Linked DNA regions of Sus scrofa: all the other regions are linked to region 3. A link is a contact called in public Hi-C and HiChIP or PLAC-seq data. All regions are on one chromosome and are shown on one strand. Each heading gives the region's core, a stretch centred on a gene start, on an enhancer-like site or on the middle of the called end of the contact. The rest is flanking DNA. Distances are from core to core; before and after follow the strand shown. Region 1 overlaps ALPK2 (alpha-protein kinase 2). Region 2 has its middle 71 kb from the start of ZNF532. Region 3 holds the start of ALPK2 (alpha-protein kinase 2).

Region 1 (3,761 bases), core at 37-2,536, 85 kb before region 3:
GTGCCTTGATTTACAAAGCAGTGGTGTTCCTACTAAGGTTTGCTCCTTCCTCCCCCTTCTCTATAAACTCCGACTTTAAAGGAGCCCAGTGAAGCCCCATGGAGGAAGAAATATGGTGAATCCTTGACCATGGACAACTCATCCACTTGAGTATTTACTGAGCATCTACCATATATGCTAAGCTCTGTGCTAAGGACTGGGAAGCATCAGTGAGCATCACCAAGACAGCTGGCCTTTTGGAAGTGAGGTTCCAGCAACAAGCCTTACTGGTTGGTCCACTGCAGATGTGAAATTCCATAAAATGTGATGGTCACCAATGGGATTTGCTTGAAGTGGAGCCTTTAACAGCGCAATACTTACTTGCCAAGGCTCAAGGCATTAGTTCCAAGGCCAGGCTCCTTGGAGGCCAACTCAGAAAGGGAAACCACAAGACTCACACATTTCAAATGAGTCAGACCTTTTCTCTCAGGGAGAGAGCTTAGTTAAATCATCATGAACTCCAGCAAATGATTCTCTTACTGCTCAGCTATTCTCATGGAGTGAGTGGCAGAACTCAGGTGGCTTTGTTGGGTAGGAAAATTATTCTCATTCAGGTGCAGGGGAGGAGGGTTTAGGGCTCTAGGTGGAAACACCCAGCAAAGTGTGGGGACTCAGCACTGGCCACCTGCTTCAGCCCATATTGCATGCATGACCCCAAGTAATCTCTTTAGCCTCTGTGACCCTCTGTCTCTTCCTCTAAGACTAACCACACGCACGTCAGCACTCTGGCACTCACTGACACTCGTTTCCCTTGTTCTGTGAAAAGACAGTAGGGGCTAAGGCAGAAAACGGAGCCAACTCCAATGAGCAGAGCAGTGTGCTTTTGGGGCTTTATGTTCACTCATGATATAATAAGTCTGAAATACTGATACTAGCATCTCTTCTTTACTGATGAGGTCAAGAGCCTGGCTCCAATCACAAAACAGAAACCCCGGTAAGTAAGGGAAGCTGAGCATTAGGAATTGCTAACTGCAATAGGATAACTGCAATGTACCAGGAAAGCCTAAAGGTGCACTAAGGGAGGTGGGGTCCCAAGGAGGGACCACCTGGAAGGGGCACAGACCTAGCTGGAGGTATAACCAGGCCATCCAACAGCAGAAGTTTGATGAGATGGCGAGGCCAGAGCTGGTCTGGAATTGCTGGGTGAGCAGTACACCACCTTTCTGTGTGAAGGCAGGAAGCCAGCGGTCAGCACCCAGCGTGCAGTCGTACAGTGGGAGTCGGGGACCAGCAGAGGCTTGACAGAGCGGGTGAGCGACACGCAGTGGGGGTAGGGAGAGGGAACGACAGCCCATATATAGCCCTTGTGGGGGCTGGTGGAAGGAGTCTGGATATTGGTGTTGGCAGGAAGCCCTAAGTAGGCTGGCCACGCGAAGCTGTGGTTTCTGAGTCGAGGGCTACAGGAAGGTTATCATTAGGCCAAGGCTACCAGGCTGCAGATGGACCATGTTCCGGGCTCTGTGGCTGGGCAGCCTCTATGGGATGACCTCCACCCTCATCTCCCTGACCCCACAAGCACTGCTGAGAAGAAAAGGACTCCTCTTCCGCCCACACCCTCTGCCGAGCGTCACATCGAAAAGGAGGGATGGGAATGGAATTCTGTTATCACCAAGCACATACTGAAGGGTGTTTTTGGAACTGAGAGGCAGTAATTAAGAACTGGCCTTGAGATCACTGATGTCAGGGTTAGAAATATCTCCCCAGGGTCCCCATAGTCAATGGCAGAGCCAGGATTTAAAGCTAAGTCTATCTGGCTCAAAAGGCCTTTCAACTCGGGCTTTCTAACAAGAGTAATTAAAAGAAAATCCCACTGAAGGGCTGGGAACACCCTCATTTAAACCCAGGACACCTGAGTTCTTGAGACACGTTGGTTTTACAACTATAATGGTCCTTATTCCACCCAACATGACCATGTGTTTATTGGCTTCCTCCCAAGCTGAGGACAGGATTGTGTTACTTGAATTTTTAGAACTTTAGGACATACTAAGGACCTAATATTGCTGAATGAATATACAGATGAATGAGTACAGGAGAGGGAAGGGTAGTCCAGATTTAGCAATACTTCCAAACCTGTTGTTTTGAAAGCAGCGTTAAGCTTGAAAACACTCTGCTTGCACAAAGGTCTCCCGCCCCATCTGTCCAACATGCCTGATTCTCCAAGCACCTTGTTTCTATCTGTTGGCCTTTCCAAAAATTCTGCCTAAGCATGCCCCCCCCACCCCCAAGCCCATGAAGGTGTGTCGTCTCTTCACCCACCCCCTGAAGTGCAGGCTTATCTTCATTAGTGGGAGTGTCCTGGATGCCACCAAGGGCATGACACTAATTTGAGTAGCTGACAATAGAAGGTGGATAAGATCCCTCCTTCTCAGATAGCTTGCAATCCAGCTGCAGAGACAAGATGTACGTGGAAAAGATAAATAGCCATTCTTGCCAAGCTGTGCTAGTGGCTAAAAGGATAGACATTAACGAGCAGAGCTGCTCCGGTGGTGGGGAGAAGGTCGCAGCTAAATACTCTTCCACTCAGTAGCTAAGATCCCTGCAGGGCAAAACCATGAGGCTGCTCTCACATTCTATGTATAAATGTTTAGGTGGGAGTTCCCGTCGTGGTGCGAGTTCCCGTCGTGGCTCAGTGGTTAACGAATCTGACTAGGAACCATGAGGTTGTGGGTTCGGTCCCTGCCCTTGCTCAGTGGGTTAACGATCTGGCGTTGCCGTGAGCTGTGGTGTAGGTTGCAGACGCGGCTCGGATCCCGCGTTGCTGTGGCTCCGGCGTAGGCGGGTGGCTACAGCTCCGATTAGACCCCTAGCCTGGGAACCTCCATATGCCACGGGAGTGGTCCAAGAAATAGCTAAAAAAAAAAAAAAAAAAAAAAAAAAAAAAATGTTTAGGTGATTCTTGGCTATTTCAGTACTGTCTCAGGAATGTTCTTCTATGATTAGAGTGGAAAGGAGTTAACTAATTCAACAGCATCCCCAATCCCCTTTCTCCCTTGACACCTCCAAGCAGAAAGCCTGGAAAGCCACAGATCTTCCTAGCCTCCTGCATAGCTAGAAGGGGCCAAGGGGTCAGCTAGTGAGACAGGGGGAATTCCACCAAGGAACATCCAGAGAAGCTTTGCTTTTTATGTAGACATATAAAATAGATATGGTGCAGACTTCGCCTACCCCCCTTCCTTCTTCCTGTGAAGATATGATGCATCTTCCAGTCCTAAGGCAAACAAAACAGCACAAGAATGAAAAGCCAGCAACGCTGTGGCTGGTGGAGCAGAGGACAGACTAGAGAGCTGACAGGCAGCCTCCCTCAGCCACTGGAGCACCCAGGTCTTCTACCCCCAGCCTTTTTGTGAAGTGAACAAAAGTCCTTCGGTTTGAGGCCACTGGGAGTTGGCAATTCTGTTAGCTGCAGCTAAAAGCTTTCCTAATGGAAACAAGAGGAGAGCACATGGCTGTGGATGAAGGAAAAGGCATGTGAGGTTCACCTAGAGCCTTCGGGAGGTGCTGGGCAGCTCAGGCAGGATGACTTTGAAGGACAGTGGTACCAAGGGCACCGGGTGTGGCTCTTGGGCTGGAGATTCAGGAGCTTGTCAACATGCCAAGGGATCAATAGGGCCTGGGGCAAGGTGAACTTGAAGTAGAAGAGGTTGGGAGAGGATGGGGAAATGTGAGAAGATGGATCGAAGGAGAGGCCATGGTTCTAAAAGCCACAGCCAACCACCCAGAGC
Region 2 (3,748 bases), core at 732-3,231, 120 kb after region 3:
GAGAGCTTGTGTGTTGCCGAGCGCTTTGAGTTCAAATCCAGATGGCACTGTCTAACTGGCTGGGCCACCCTGGGCATGTTATCGAACCTTTCTGAGCTTCCACCTCTATGTCTGTGAATCAAGGTTAATAGTCTTTGTGCCCTGGCTTAAGATGAGCCATGGAGATAAGAGGTGCCTTCTTCAAGGCCAGAGGGTCAAAGACAGTGTTACTGTTGCTTACTGTGCACCAAGCACTATGTTCCACATTCAACACACATGAATCATCTCAACTCTCACAACAACCCTACCTGCAAAGTCGAAAGTGAAGCCAGAGGAAGTTAAGCGCTTTGTGGACTATTGACAAGTCTGAGGACAGCTGTGCTGAGTGAGAGTCACGAGAAAGATGCTAGTTGGGGTCCCACTCCTTCCAGTGAGAAATGAATGGGATCTTTTTATTTGGAGGTGGAGGGCATAGATCCGCTTAGGGATTAGATGCAGGCTTACGTGCTCTGTGCTACTGGACCCTGGGTTCTTCTGTGTTGATGATGTGCCAACAATAAAAAGTCACCTCACTCATGAATGGGTGACTGAGTCTCTTCAATGTGACACATAATATCATGACATCTTCCAGATTGAAACAATGGTGTTGTAGGAATTACTAAAAACAGCAAGACGGGAGTTCCTGTTGTGACTCAGAGGTAACAAACCTGACTAGTATTCCTGACGATGTAGGTTCGATCCCTGGCCTCGCCCAGTGGGCTAAGGATCAGGTGTTGCTGTGAGCTGGGCGTAGGTTGCAGAAGCAGCTGGGATCCCACGTTGCTGTGGCTGTGGTATAGGCTGGCAGCTGTAGCTCAGATTCAACCCCTAGCCTGGGATCTTCCGTGTGCTGCAGATGCAGCCATAAAAAGATTAAATAAATAAACAGCAAGACATTTATTTTATTTCTAAGGGACTTAAATCATGTTTGTAAAATACACTAGCACCTTACACGTTATATGTCGTTGGAAAGAGCGGTCACTTTTAGGGTGGCTATGTTTTTGGATCCAAAACTCACATCTTTAAGTACCAAGACATCTAAAAATTACTAGTGACAGAACCTCTCTAAAGCGTATGGCACATCTAGTTCATAGAGTTTGCTGACGTGTTTAGGCTTGGATGGTTTTATTGATCTACCTTAAGGCCATCAGGACTTGTATTATCCTGACGGAAAACTAAGACTAGGAAGAGGATGGAAGGTTTTCCTTTGTTTTTGCAATGTGTGTGTGTAGGAAATAAAAGCTAAGTGGGAAGAAGGAACATGAGGAGGTGGACATGGAGCAGGAGAGATGAAGGAGGCGGGGGAGGGAGGACCACAGCAAAATGTAGGGAGAAGATGGAGCAGAAGTTGAGAATCCCTGCAGTAGAGGGGACCTCAGTGGGAGAAGCCATCAAGGAGCTCCGAAAATAGAAATGCTAAGGAGAATACTTAGTCGTTTGGACAGGCTGGCCAGAAAATGCCAAGTGTGAATTCCCAAGGCTGAGGGCCAGGACCAGCCGCCAAGCAGGGCCTTCGGGGAGAGGCTCCTCTTTATCAAAGGGAAAGACTGCCCTCCCTCGACCTCTTTCTCACACCTCCTCCCCTGCTGCAGCAAGTCCAGGCTGCACCCCCACTTTCAGCACGTAAGCAGCCAACTTTGTGTTGCCCACTGGCCCCTCGGTGGGCTTCTCCACCCAGGGTGGGTCTGAGGAGCCTAATGACTCCCCCAGACTTTGAAATAAGGGCCCTTGGGTGCCTACAGCTCCCACCACCTCTGAAAAAGAAAGGCCACTCCTCCCCTGCACCGGGCCCAGCTGGGGCCTCTGCACAAAGGAGCCGAGCCAGGCCCTGTTGCTGAGGGAACCGGCAGCCAGCCCAGCCCCCTTCCCACAGAAACAGCCAGAGGAGAAGAGCAAAGGATTAAATTGCCCTAATCTCCAGGCTTCAGAGGAGGCCGGGAGCCTGGCCAGCATGAGATGGCAGCTCCCCATTGGCCCAGAGGAAGCAGGAGGCCACACACAGCCTGGTGCTCCGGCTCCCTTCTGCCCCACCTCCACTGCCCTCTCTGCCACCACAAAGCCCCCAGAGCGGGACCACCAGTTCTGCCTCCCAGACCCAGGATGGGAGGGCCAAAGGCTGCCCTGATGGACTCTTCTGATCCCTCAGGCACTTGGATGGAGGAGGAACTGGCTGCCCCAGTGAAAGACTCGATTTTGTTTGCTTCTGACTCATTGTCTGGTGGAGGTAAATCAAATTGCCTTCTACCTGCCGTCAGGGTGAAGCCAATATACACAAAAAGTGTGCCTCTGCTACAGCAACCACCCCCTTCATTCTCCCCGGCTCCGCTGGCAGGGCTGCAGCTTTGCTGGGAGGAACTCCGGAAAGGTGTTCTTTAAGTGCCTAGGTGACTTCAGTGATTCTCTGGGCTGAGAACCACTGGGACTATGTTGGAGATGAGCCAGCAGGAGACTCAGAACACAGTTTTTTTGACTTGACACAGTGTTCTTTCTGCCATATTCCTTTTTCTGCTTAAAAACAATTTTTTTGAAAGTAATACACATACACTTAGGAAATTTATAAAACATAGAAAGGGATAAAGAAGAATATTAGATCACCCATAAACCCTCATCCCCCAGAGTTACACACTGCTAATATTTTGGGTTATCTTTTTATCTATTTTTACATATTTCATTTATGAAAAGGTCATACAGAATTTTATGCCTTTTTATCCTTTGTAACCTGAAAGGTGGCTTCTTATACACAGCTGGACAAACTGAGTTGGCAATTCTTTTAGCAGGCTGTTTGGCAATGAGTACCAAGAATTCTTTTTTTTTTTTTTTTTTTTTTTTTTGGTCTTTTTAGGGCTGCACCCTCAGCATTTGGAGGATCCCAGGCTAGGAGTCCAGTCGGAGCTGTAGCTGCTGGCCCTACACCACAGCCACAGCAATGCCAGATCTGAGCCATGTCTGCAACCTACACCACAACTCAAGGCAACAAAGGATCCTTAACCCACTCAGCAAGGCCAGAGATTGAACCTGAGTCCTCATGGATACTAGTCAGAGTTGTTTCTGTTGAGCCACAAACAGGAACTCCCCCCAAAATATTTTTAAATGACTGCCTTTTAGCCCGCTATTCCATTTCTAGTAATCTGTCTTCAGAAAAAAATCAGACGCATGCAAAAATTTATTTACAGAGAACTTCATTCTAGTGTTAAAATAGCCAAAATTATCAACTTCATAAATAATGTACAAAATTACAGGGAGCGTTAAATAAATTGTGGTTACTCATGAGGTGGTATGTTTTGTGGTCATTAAAAATCATGTTGTGGGGAGTTCCCTGGTGGTCTAGTGTTTAAGATTTGGTGCTTTCACCACTGCGGCCTGGGTTCAATCCCTGGTCTGCAAACTGAGATCCCACATAAAGCTGCTACATGTTGTGGCCAACAAATTAATAAGAAAAATAAAAATCACGTTTTCAAAGAATGTGTGCTAGAGATGATAATCTTTCTTTCCCACATTCCCTCTACACACTGAGACATTGGTTTTCGAGGGCATCTTACAGGAAGATCCCTTCTCTGATTTTACTGTAATCCCTTTGGATCCTGCAGGAATACTGATCTTTCTTTCCAGATCACTCCTAACTTTTATTCTCCATACCCAACATTTTGGCAGTTCATTCTTTTTATATGTACTATTTTACTTGCGATCTGGTGTATGTGTGTATGAATGGGTATTGATGTATTGATGTATG
Region 3 (3,556 bases), core at 90-2,589:
CAGTAGATCTCAGGTTAAGTGTTCTTACCACAATTTTTAAAAAGAAAGAAAACTGACTTTAATGACTCGATGAATGTTTGCATCAGCCATTTTGACAAGCTTGATGGCTTTGCAGCAGCCTTCATTCCTGTTGTCAGACAAGATATTGCTGTGTCCACCCAAAAAGGGGAGATTCAATCATGCAGCTAACACAAGTAAAAGGAATAACTTTTGACTAAAACACTCAAAGATTTCAGGCAAAAGTACTAGAGCCCGAGTTACCTGGGTCGTTTTCTCAGATTGTCATTACACTTTATCTTGCAAAGCCTTCACAAATCGCTCCTTTGGGTCATCCTTTATGTTTATTTTGCCCTAACTCTTGACATTGCCATAAGGAGAAAGAAGCTTTTAAAATTATTGCCAAGCCAAAATAAACAGACATTAAAAAACAACAATAGTTTCTCAAAAGTGTCAGAATGAAGGCGAATTTGGCTACTTAAATATATGCAAATATGCTTGATTGACCCTACGTTGTTTTATCCTGTTCTAATTCATAAGGAAACAATGGACTTTGTTCCCCACTGGAGAAAATGTAAACGACTATTTAAAGCACAGCCATTCCTTATGTAAAACCAAAGTCTGCATACTTACTGTTCAATACTTTTGGTCCAAGAGACGTGATAGGAGGTGCTGGCTCAGCTGTGGGCTCCCCAGGCTGCGTGTGAGGCATTGATTGGGCGTCCCTGTTCCTGGGGCTGGGGATTCAGAGGACTTAACAGGGTTCAGGGTCTCTTCCAAAGGTTTTCAAGGCACAGTTGGGTCTGTTTCCAGAAAATCTCCTATATTCCTAAGAGAAAATTCCATGCCCAGGCAAGTGCTGGAAGAAGAGCATTTTTCCCCCCTGCCCTTGAATGAACTAGGTCATTGCTGAAGCTGGAGAATAGTTTTTAGCATCACTGTGATGAAACTTGAGGGCTGTTTCTGCAGTAGGTGCAACACTTGTTGACGCTGCCTGCCGGGGAGGCCCTGGCAAAGGGGCCTGGTGAAATGCAGCCCCGGGGAGCTGATGAAACACAGACTAGCTGTCACTGGTGGCTCGGAGACCAAGCAGCGTTTGGCAAAGCCCACGCTGGCCCTCGGGTTCAGGTGCTCGCCTCTTAGAAAAGCAAAACCTCGCTGCCTGATAAAGCAATTACTGTGGGAGGAACCCCAGCAGTTCTTCTATCAAGGGTATCTGGCTCTTGAAATACACATAGGAAACCCTTGGGGATTGGGGAGGGGAGGCGAAAATAAGAGTCATGTGTAGTTCGTTTAGAGCTGGTGTTACCGTCCTTCTCTGAAGTTCTCTGAGAAAAGCAGAAGCCACAGCAAGGGAGGATCCACCCGCCCCCGCCCCCATGGTCCCCTCTCTCCCTCGCTGCCCCCCTCCCACATGTTCTCTCTCTCTTCCTATTTTGACTGCAGTAGTAAGAAGAGAGGAAGATCAGAACAAATCCAGAGAAGAAATACCATAAGCCCTATTTTTTCAGATTGTGAAGAATCGTTCCACGTTGGCAAAGTAGATTTGGTAACTCAGGCATTTCTTTCCTCGAATTTTGTCCAAATCCAAGAAAAACACAGAAAATCAGAAGTCTCATTCTGTAACCACTTTGCCTCTTTGCAAAAGTATTTTAATGTACTCTACCTGGCAACTGACAACTTAGAAAGAAACCTCTTAGGAGACTCGTGGCTAAAATTAGCTGCTTCGAGTGGGTGACTTTGAAGGGGACATAACTGTTAGATAATTACTCCCTGTTGGGTACTATAATCCTCAAAAGCAAACTTTTTTCATACAGCGTGGTGATCTACATCACTGTACCTGATAATGAAACTTCTCACAAGACAGAAAATCATCATTTAGAATTATTAGATATCAAGTAGTATACTGTTGATGTAAATTTTTTTTTCCAGTTTTACCTTCATTTGAGAAGAAAGATACTGAACGTTGAGGGACTCTAAAATAATGACTGTCTCTTTGGGAACACATCTCTATGAACTGCAACAAAATGCAGAAATTACCAGACTTTTGTGATGGTGGATACCCGTTGGTTTTGTTTAAATCCCTGATCCTCTTCACAGAAGAAGGTCCTTTCCAGATAAGCACAGATGGCTTTAAGGTGAGACTGAAGAGAGAAGGAAGGTGTGATGATAAAAAATAAACAAATGTTATCGCACACAGAAGGACAGGATAAAGCAAAAAGGACCCGGTGTCCCAACACAGTAGATAGATGTGAGGTGATCTTGAAAGAAGGGTTGCCTAGAAGCTCTTACATGGAAAAGTTGCCACTCATCATGAAACTTAATTTTGTTCTTCACAAACAATTTGAAAGACAACTCCCTCAACTCCTACCATTCATCTCCTAGCAAAATAAATTTAAGGAGGGGTTCCCTTGTGGGCACAGCAGGTTAAGGATCAGGTGTTGTTACTGTTTTGGCACAGGTTCGATCCCTGGTCTAGGAACTTCCACATGCCTTTGGGCATGGCCAAAATTAATTAGTTAATTAATTTAAGGGGCATAGGATTTAAATATATATACATGTAATGATATATAATACAATATTATATTATATATTATATTACATATATATAATGGTCATCTTATTAGCCTGCAGCCATAGAATTTCTTACATTTGGTGTAGCATGAATGGAAAAAAAATCAGAAACAGAGATCTTGGATTAAACTCAGGCCAGGTCACTGTACTGAATTTTTTTATGCTTATTCTAGGAGGGGATAAGAAGGAGATAGAAGGAGAGATGTTGATGAGAAAAAGAGGGGTGTAAAAAAGAAAGAAAAAAAATAAACAGGCAACCAATTTGACTGACAAAAAAGAAAAAGAGGGGCGTATATCCGTGTCCCTCTGATAGCATCAAAAAATACGTGCATTTGTGATTAAAAATAAAGACCTAAAAATGATTAGCATCATTCTAAGTGAAGTCGTATGGAACAGAGAAAATATGTTTAAGTAATCTCTTTTTCTGACTATAGGAGAGGAAATTTTCCATCTAAGGAACAGAGCTAAAAATATATTTTTGTATAAGATGTCACTTAACTGCTTTTCTGAAAGGCCTCTGGCGCTTTATTTCCTTAGCGTCTCGAATGAATGGGTGCTGTGCAATCCACCAGCCACTCTCCAGTGCCTGGTACTGGGATCTAGTCAGTTTCCAATGCATCTGACTATTTCAAGCAAATCCATGAGGTTCTTAAGCTGCCCTTCGCTGCCATCACTTGGACTTGGATTGGTACATGAGGGGTTCATCACTTACTTTATTCCTCCTGGCACAGAAGGTCTTCAAACGTTCATGTCTAACGGTACGAGTGATGAATGCCCTTTCCAGCAGAGCACATTCTTGGCTGAGGTTGGGTACTAATCACATGTCAGGTCAGATCAGATTTTCTGCCAGGGTCCCTGGGCCAAACTGGAACTGAGCAGGTCAGTGTGGCTGCAGGGAGCAAGGTCAGTGTTTGGGGAGGGTACCCCCACCATGGAGAGCAGCAGTTCATCCCCATTCAGGGTCCACGGCTTCTCAGAGCTTCCC

What was found. A called contact is a pair of places that touch in the nucleus more often than the background predicts. HiChIP or PLAC-seq counts read pairs in DNA pulled down with a chosen protein or histone mark.
Region 1: an H3K27ac HiChIP or PLAC-seq map of skeletal muscle shows a contact between it and region 3. The contact joins the enhancer-like site here to the promoter of ALPK2 in region 3. A contact is called at or near these places in 1 of 5 promoter capture datasets (liver), 17 of 47 Hi-C or Micro-C datasets (alveolar macrophages, brain, embryonic fibroblasts and 8 more) and 2 of 2 datasets of contacts at active chromatin or transcription factors (alveolar macrophages and skeletal muscle).
Region 2: a Hi-C map of fetal heart ventricle shows a contact between it and region 3, with 2.8 times the contacts expected there. The contact joins the enhancer-like site here to the promoter of ALPK2 in region 3. A contact is called at or near these places in 8 of 47 Hi-C or Micro-C datasets (alveolar macrophages, embryonic fibroblasts, fetal heart ventricle and 4 more) and 1 of 2 datasets of contacts at active chromatin or transcription factors (alveolar macrophages).

The regions. Positions count from the first base shown.
Region 1 is chr1:162,257,631-162,261,391 of Sscrofa11.1, reverse strand. The region is part of intron 5 of ALPK2 (alpha-protein kinase 2); the gene reads right to left. Among named protein-coding and RNA genes, the nearest start is that of MIR122, 70 kb to the left of the region's middle. Within about 2 kb of position 1,286, at least 34 of the 83 cell types and tissues checked have an H3K27ac peak or open chromatin away from gene starts, as enhancers often do. A contact at or near this core is called in alveolar macrophages, embryonic fibroblasts, fetal skeletal muscle and 2 more, where this site is marked.
Region 2 is chr1:162,055,549-162,059,296 of Sscrofa11.1, reverse strand. No RefSeq gene overlaps it. Among named protein-coding and RNA genes, the nearest start is that of ZNF532, 71 kb to the right of the region's middle. Within about 2 kb of position 1,981, at least 53 of the 83 cell types and tissues checked have an H3K27ac peak or open chromatin away from gene starts, as enhancers often do. A contact at or near this core is called in embryonic fibroblasts, skeletal muscle and subcutaneous adipose tissue, where this site is marked.
Region 3 is chr1:162,173,026-162,176,581 of Sscrofa11.1, reverse strand. ALPK2 (alpha-protein kinase 2) reads right to left here and starts at 1,339. Exons shown (of 14, transcript XM_001925970.7): 1 at 631-1,339. The coding sequence starts at 709.